2 separate regions of the Rattus norvegicus genome follow, and region 1 is linked to region 2. The links are chromatin contacts, called in public Hi-C maps. All regions are on one chromosome and are shown on one strand. Each heading gives the region's core, a stretch centred on a gene start, on an enhancer-like site or on the middle of the called end of the contact. The rest is flanking DNA. Distances are from core to core; before and after follow the strand shown. Region 1 holds the start of Sesn3 (sestrin 3). Region 2 has its middle 45 kb from the start of Sesn3.

What was found. Hi-C and Micro-C count contacts between places; a contact is called where the count stands out from the background.
Region 1: a Hi-C map of kidney shows a contact between it and region 2, with 2.0 times the contacts expected there. The contact joins the promoter of Sesn3 here to the enhancer-like site in region 2. A contact is called at or near these places in 2 of 12 Hi-C or Micro-C datasets (kidney and liver).

The regions. Positions count from the first base shown.
Region 1 is chr8:19,413,218-19,416,775 of GRCr8, reverse strand. It overlaps Sesn3 (sestrin 3), which reads right to left and starts at 1,349. Exons shown (of 10, transcript NM_001108125.1): 1 at 1,123-1,349. The coding sequence starts at 1,200. LOC120094081 (a long non-coding RNA gene) reads left to right here and starts at 1,416. Exons shown (of 3, transcript XR_005487967.2): 1 at 1,416-1,551.
Region 2 is chr8:19,368,392-19,372,368 of GRCr8, reverse strand. No RefSeq gene overlaps it. Among named protein-coding and RNA genes, the nearest start is that of Sesn3, 45 kb to the left of the region's middle. Within about 2 kb of position 1,933, at least 29 of the 93 cell types and tissues checked have an H3K27ac peak or open chromatin away from gene starts, as enhancers often do. A contact at or near this core is called in kidney, where this site is marked.

The DNA of each region.
Region 1 (3,558 bases), core at 100-2,599, 45 kb before region 2:
TTGCTTTCCTGACGCTCTCAAATAAAATAGGAGAAAGGAGGGGGGGCGGGGGGACCAGCTCCACTGCAGGGAAAAGAGGCTTGAAAAACAACTTTGATTGGCACTTGGCCTGACCCACAGAGGAAGAAAAACAGTTTTTGGACAAAGAGCGCAAATATTTGAGCTTGCTTATTTATGTGCTTGCTTCTTTTTCTTAGTACATAAAGAGCAATCCTAAATTGACTGTAGATAGGGAAATTGACAAAAAAAAAAAAAAAACCAAAAAAAACAAAAAAACCCGGCACCTTCTTCATCTTAGCTCTCAGATATGCACAGCTCAGCAATTTTAATTCATTTGGTGCTGGGCAAACAGAAACACTTCACCTAATGATTTCATTTCATGCAATGTAAAAAAAGAGAGAGAGAGAGAGAGAGAGAGAGAGTGGAAAAGAAACAGATTATATTAGTCAAGGAGGCTGTTCAGATCTGATTAAAAACTCTTCTGCGTCTACAGGGACATTTTGTCATCCTTTCTCTCCCTGAATCCCCATCCCCCACGGGGCGATTAAGCCAAGTAAGCTAAACAATACTGGAGTAAACTTTCTATCAGTCACTCTGGAAAGCAATAAGCTGATCTTGGGTCGGATTTTCTTGATCCACACCGCGGTGGGGGATGATAAGGAGGGCGAACCCAAGTCGTCTTCAGCCTCCACCTCCACCAACCCAAGCTGAAAGCGCTGGAAGATCGAACAGTATTTCCCATAGGCATAAAGTTCAAGATGCCTTCATGGTGCCTTTTGGGACCCACCAAGAGAATGTCAAAAGGCGGTGTCAGGGCACTGTGGGCCTGGCAGAAGCGACCCAGTCAAAGAAAACACCCCCCAGAGTCAGCCACCGCGGAGAGGCAGCCAGGCTCCTGCAGACCAAACTGGCTGCTGTGATTTCAGGCCAGCCTCCATCCCCAGCGGAGCCGGTTCCTCCCAGCATCCCAGCATCCCTTCAGCCTCGGGGCAGACCCGGCTGCAGTCCAGGGGCCGAGCGCGGGGACCCCGCGGGAGGACCCTTCGCATCTCGTCCCCCGCAAGCGCCGCCCGGACCCCGACCGTGGGGAGCGCCTCACTGCCGGACGCGGACGCGCCGTACCTTCCGCAGCACTTTCCGGCAGTTGGTGCAGAGCAGGTAGTTGGCCGAGGCCGACGCGCTGCTGCCACCGCGGTTCATCGCGCCGAAGCCGGGCTGTCACCGCGGCCGCTAGCGAAGGGCTGCTTCAACGTTCTCTTCTTAGGGGGTCGGACGGCAGCGACGACGCAGCGGCTGCCCGCGCGAGCTCGGCGGGGACGGCGGCCGCGGCGCTCACCGGCCCGTTGTTCCTCCCGCCCCCATCGCCAGACCCCCGCCCCGCCAGCCAGGACGAGCAGCCGCGGCCGTCTCAGCTCCTCAGTGCAGCCCCGCCCCCGAGGCCCGCCGCCTTCAGGGCAGCCGTGCTGGGCACCGCCCCCTCCCGCCAATCAGGCGGCGTCGGCCACGCCCCCTTCCGCGCCCTCAGCCAATGAGTAGCGTCGGCCAATCACGGTAGGCGAGAGCAACATGAATCTCCGGGCAAGTTAAGTTTATCTCCGAGGCTCGATGCTAAAGAGTGACCGTGGGTTAGTTAGGTAGTGGGGTCCAGTCTGCCAATGAGAAGTGGGGGTGTGGTATATGCAAATTATCAGGGACTCTAGCGCCACCCTCAGGACAAGCCACGCCTCTCTGCAAGACCAGGCCGAATGGACAGAGTGAGATTAAATAGCTGGAAGCTAGAGCTCGCTAGAGGATTTGAGACCTAGCTAAACATTTCCTGATCTCTCGGGAGTGGGTAGGGTGGACGCAAGAACGTTCCTTCCTCCCAGGGCAGTGGTTCGGCTTTCTCTCGGTCGGTTTAAATCTAAGAATAGCTGTGAGGAAGTCTTGCAGCACTTTGCACCCAGAGATCTCAAAGAACTTTATGCTCTTTAAGCACTCTGTAAGTCTTGTGCGAAAGACCAACTACCCGCGGCTGTAGAGATAGAGGTCTGAAGTCTATACATTGGAGTTAGAGACCTGGAAACACATCTTTGGTTTAGGGCTCTCTCTCTCTCTCTCTCTCTCTCTCTCTCTCTCTCTCTCTCTCCCCCCCCCACCCCCCATGATCATTCTCACAGCAAAGAAAGTTCTTTTATCATGAACAACTCAGAGGTTGGCTGGCGCTCGGTCTCTCTCTCTCTCTCTCTCTCTCTCTCTCTCTCTCTCTTTCTCTCTCTCTCTCTCTCTAATCCTGTGGGAGGCCTCTGCTTAGAGACTTGCAGAGCCCAATCCCTGCCTGAATAGAAGGTTTTGAGTACGAATTGCCGTTTAAAACGATTTAAAACTGACAACGGTGAGGTCAGGGTCTAGCTTCTATGTTCTGGAGACAGAAGGCATAAGTCACTGAGGAAAGCCAGATGAGCGAGGGAGCCAGGTACCCTGAGGGACCAAACCCGGACCGCAGACTGCAGACCAGACTCTGGCTGCCTGCTCCCCAGTGAGAACAAAGGCGGTGCAGAGCAAGCACCTGATTGGCGCAGGGTGCTCACCGGTGTCGCGGAACCGGTGACAGGGTGCTTCTGCTACTGGAGCAGAACAGCAAGCTCCCAGGAACTGCAGTTCCCCAGCCAGCCTTGGCGGTGACCACACCGCACTGCGTGCTATGACATCACCTGTTTTCGCTCTTGAGAACCTAATCTGTATTCTCGGCTTCTCGTTTTCTAAAGGTCTCGAGTGTGTCCAGATTTGTGAAGGCCTGCAGTTTGCAGAATGTATCTGTGGAGATGATTTTAAAGAACTGACCCACTGGTTTACATTTCTTGTATTATTTTTAATTTAACACATGTTTAATTGCTAGCACTACTTTGTGTTAGGAATTTAGTGTCCAATGATGTAAAACCAGGAAGTCGCACTTGGAGAAGCCCGCAAGGGTTAGCATAACAAAGCCATTAGACCACACTGTTGTCCAAACTGCCAATCTCATCCATACTCAACATCTGTCTCCACTCCATCCTCTTTAGAGACCTACACCATAAACAAGCCTACACAAAGAACAAAGGAAATGAGAATCTGCCCGCACCAGGTTTAAACAGACTGGAAAACCCCAAGGGTCTAGGTGATATGGTTAGGTAAGTGTGAAGGTCCATTTAGCCAGTGATAGTTAGCAAAGGGTGGCCTGATGCTGGGTAGACCTACATAGCCTAGAATAGCAATGATTTGGGCAGGGTGCTAAATATTCAGTTCAAAGAAACGGTAAAAGCAAGAAAACTCAACGAAGGAAGAAATTACTGCTTGCCTTTCATTGCAAAGAACCAAGAAATCTAGGCAAAAAGTCAGCAAGGCACAGTTCCCCCCCCCCCCGAAAACTGAAACACATATGTGTTCCCATTTTTGCTGAGTTTCTTAATCTATATTCTTGGCTGGGCCTCTCCCTCTTCCCACCCCCTCTCTCTTTCCCTGAGACAGGGTCTCACTGAGTAGCTCTGGCTGTCCTGGTGCTCACTATGGCTGGCCTCACTCTGACAAAGATTCAGCTAC
Region 2 (3,977 bases), core at 684-3,183:
AGTGTGCAAGGCATCTCACCAGACTCACAGGATCCTAGGAAAATATGTCCCTGAAAGCCTTCTTCCTTGTGAGGCTGTGGGTACCTCAGAGACAAGTATTACATCCCGAGTCCTATAGAGCGCCTAGCATATCGCAGATCTCAACAGACACTTGTTTCTGAAGGTGGACTTACATGGTGTATTCAACATACAAAGCTGCATCTGTGTGGAGAAATGACATCCTGTCAATCACTGTCAAACCTCCAATTCCATCCTTGGGTATTTCTCCTTAGAAAACAGTAAGAAAATTTTGAAACTTCCTTTGAGAATATTTTGGACGTCAAAATCAATAGTTTAGGTCAGAATTCCAGTTCCCATAGACTGGCCGATGAACCAGGGGCCATTTCTGATGGTCAGTTTCCCTGTGTCTTCTCAACTGTCTGTAATGTTATTATCTAAAGTGTGGAAGGTTTTCTACTGCTTTGAATTTTCAAATATTTTCGTGTATACAGTGAAGTGAAGGAAACGCAACATTTACCTGCTTCCTTGTGCCTTACAGAGCCTAAAGGTGGAGTTTTACAATTCTGTGATTATCTTGGCCTTCCCTTCTCTTCCCTTCTCTTCCCTTTCCTCTCCCTCACTCCCTCCCTTCCTCTTTTGTGTAACCCTGTTGGTCTTGAACTTGGGATGATTCTTCTGCAAGTGCTCCCGTGATCAGCCTGATATACGACATTTTCAGTGTGCATTTATTTATGTATTTATTTATTTACTAACTTACTGTATTCTGTTTTATGAAGTTAGATGTGGAATTTCCCACTTATGACACCAGGCCAGTGTGCAGAGTGTTTGAGCCAGCAGAGTCTCTTGCATTGGAGATGTTTATGTTTGTGATGCTCAAGTCGATTTGTTGTTTATGAGCATAGAGGTCTGTGTGAGGTGATATGTGTGGAGTTCCAAGCACAATGTCTGATCTGTAAAATTTTCAACAATTTTGATCATTATCATTACGGTCTCATGTCTGTTATGAAGAACAATGATCAATTATCGACTTCTAGAGCAGAGTTCTGAGAATGACCTGGACGTATCCGCTGTTAGCATCACCCTACGATTAAGCACCGGTTCTTCTTTGTTAGGATCGTGTCTCTGGCAAACTAGGCCTCATTTTTCTCTGTAAAATGGAGCTAGTAAGAATACCTCTCTTTGTCAGTGATGGAGGTATTCAGAGGATAGATAAGAAGAGACTTTGTGTAAAGTACTTTGTAGTATGCATAAAACATACAAATATCTCGACAAATCCTTGTTCGGAGTATTGTCCTTGTCACTGCCACCACAGTTGCCACCATCATAATTGCCATAGCCCTCATCCCCACCAAATGTCCCGTGTTTGTTTTGGCTGATTCTTCCTCCGTGTGCATCGATGTGGTCCCACAATCATTAGTGAGCATTTCCGAGTGGGCAAGGAGAAACAGAGAGGGTGTTTGTGCACGGGAGAAAGAGAAACAGTTAACACTGCATCGAGAGTCACAGTAACTGCTTCAGAGACACTGAATCCCTGGGTCCCAGGCAGCCCTGGATCCAGAGCCAAGTGTTTACCTCCCAAGCCAGACAAAGCTGGAGAAGAATCTGCAGAACAAAAGCAGAGACTTGGAGAAGAACTCAGAGAGGTATTGCAGGAAGCAATAAAGAACCCGCCCTTCCAATCCCAGAGCTGCTGAAGCTACAGAAAAGCCAGTGGAAATGAACTGTTGGTGCCACAGGCAGAACGCCATATGCTGCTTGCTTTCCCTGGAGAAAGAACAGCAAGAGATTGCTCCCCACTCCCCAGTGAGTCGCAGAGCTCAGCTGGTTCTTCCCGGGGACTCTAATGAAATGCAATCCAACAAGCCAGGCCTCAGCATGCTTAACCTTTGGACCACAGATGCCAACGTTTCTTCAGAGAAAGAGCCAGTTGTGCTTGTCCTGGTAGCGGTGATGCAACCACAGAGGGGAAAAAAGGCTCAGGCCTACTGTGGTTTTGCAACGCCTCCAACAAAGGGCTTAAAGGATTTCAGATGCATTTGGAAATTGAACTGTGCTGTCTCTCCTGAGCCAGCATCTCTGAATACCAGAGGGACAGACAATGACAGAATCCAGACCTGACTGCTGATGCAGGCCTGGTGATATTTGGGTTGTCTAGTCATGACAAAGCAAAACCAAGTCCCCGTGCCACTGTTTGCATGGGGGAAGGATGGCATCTCATTCAGCTGCATTTTACTCAGCTCATTGGCTGAGTAAAAGGCAACCTTCTCTACCTCATTCTCCCAAGCAGGACTCAGGAGCCTGACCCTGACCCAGAGCATGCAGTTATTTAAAAGACAATGCCCTCACTTCTTTCTGCTTCCACGAATATTTCTAATCCAAGATGGATGGCAGTAAGGCAGTAAGGACTGCAGTACATGAAGTCAGCTCTTGCCTGCATGAGTTGAAAGGCGGCAGATCTCAGAGGATGTGTCTGCCTTAGGAGGAAGTGAAAAATGATCTTTTGCTACAGAGACAAGACTCTTTTCTTAATTCTAAAAATAAAACAGTAACACCCCCCAGCCCCCATTTCTTAACATAGGAACCATAGCAATGACTTGGCAGTATCTAAGACAGGGACCAGAGATCTATGACCTATGTCAGAGACAGAGGTGGTGAATATGTGGCGGGGCCTGGGATAAAGCAGTACTGGAATTTTCTGACCATTCGCAAAGGCGCAAAAGATTGTACAAGAAGAGAATGGCCTCTGCTTTCTTGTGCTCTACTCCAAATTCTAGTCTGAGGTGCTAGACTTGGTACTTTCTCACCACTGTGACAAAACGCCTGGCACAAGCAATTTAGGGAGGGAGGAGGAGGTGTTTACTTTGGCTCATAGTTCGAGCTGACAAAGAAGGTATGGTGGCAGGAGGTGAGGCAGCTGCTCACACTGCATCTAGGGTCAAGAAGCAGAGGGAGATGGATGCTGATACTCATCTGGTCTTCATTTCATTCAGTGTGGGATCCAAGCCTAGGGAATGGCATCACCCACAGTGGGACTTCCACCTTAGTTTAACCACATCGGGAAAGTCCTTCACAGGCATGGTCACAGCTTTGTCTTCATTTTGCTTCTAGACCTTGTCAAGCTGACAGTCCATGTTAGCTATCGCGAGTGGGAAGGATAAATGGTCTTAAAATATTCTCAGCCTTGTCATGGGGCAAGAGCAACTGTGAACGTCAAGTTCAGATATTTTCCTGGTATATTGCTCTCTTGGGTGGTAGCAGTACGCTGCAGCTACCTGAAGTCACATCCTCCCCCACCCCACCCCACACACACTCTGGTCTGGTTAGTTGTCTGTTTGTTAGTTTGTTTGTTTCAACTTGACACAAGCTGGGATTATCTCGGGAGAAGACCCTCAACTGAGAAAATGTCTCCATCAGATTGATCTGTAGGCAAGTCCGTGGGGCATTTTCTTAATGATTGTTATGGGAAGGCTCCTCCCATCAGGGGGTGATGCCACAGAGGTGCAGGTTGTCCTGGGTTCTATAAATAAGCGGGCTGAGCAAGCTATGGGGTCCAAACCAGTAAGCAGTGCTCCTCCATGGCCTCTGCATCAGTTCTTGATTTGGGATTCCTACTTGAGTTCTGGATCTGACTTCCCTTCATGGTGGGTTACAACTGTGAGCTGAAATAAATTCTTTTCTGCCCAAGTTGCTTTTGGTGATAGTGTTTAACACAGTAGTGGGAAGCAAACTAAGATCTGTTCCCAGTTGCCAAGGGAGACCACCAGCCTTCTGCTGTGCAGTGTTACCAAACCACACAGAACTGTGATGTTCTATAGGTGAGGTTCACCAAATGCATTTTTTCAACTTGCTGCTGGATTGCTGGGCTGTAAACATGTAGTAAGTCAGGGGTCATCTCAACTGCACAAGAAATACCTGTTGGATTGATTGGTCAGGTTTCCATACTAACACTTTTGTTGTTCTTACTGGGACTTTATAAT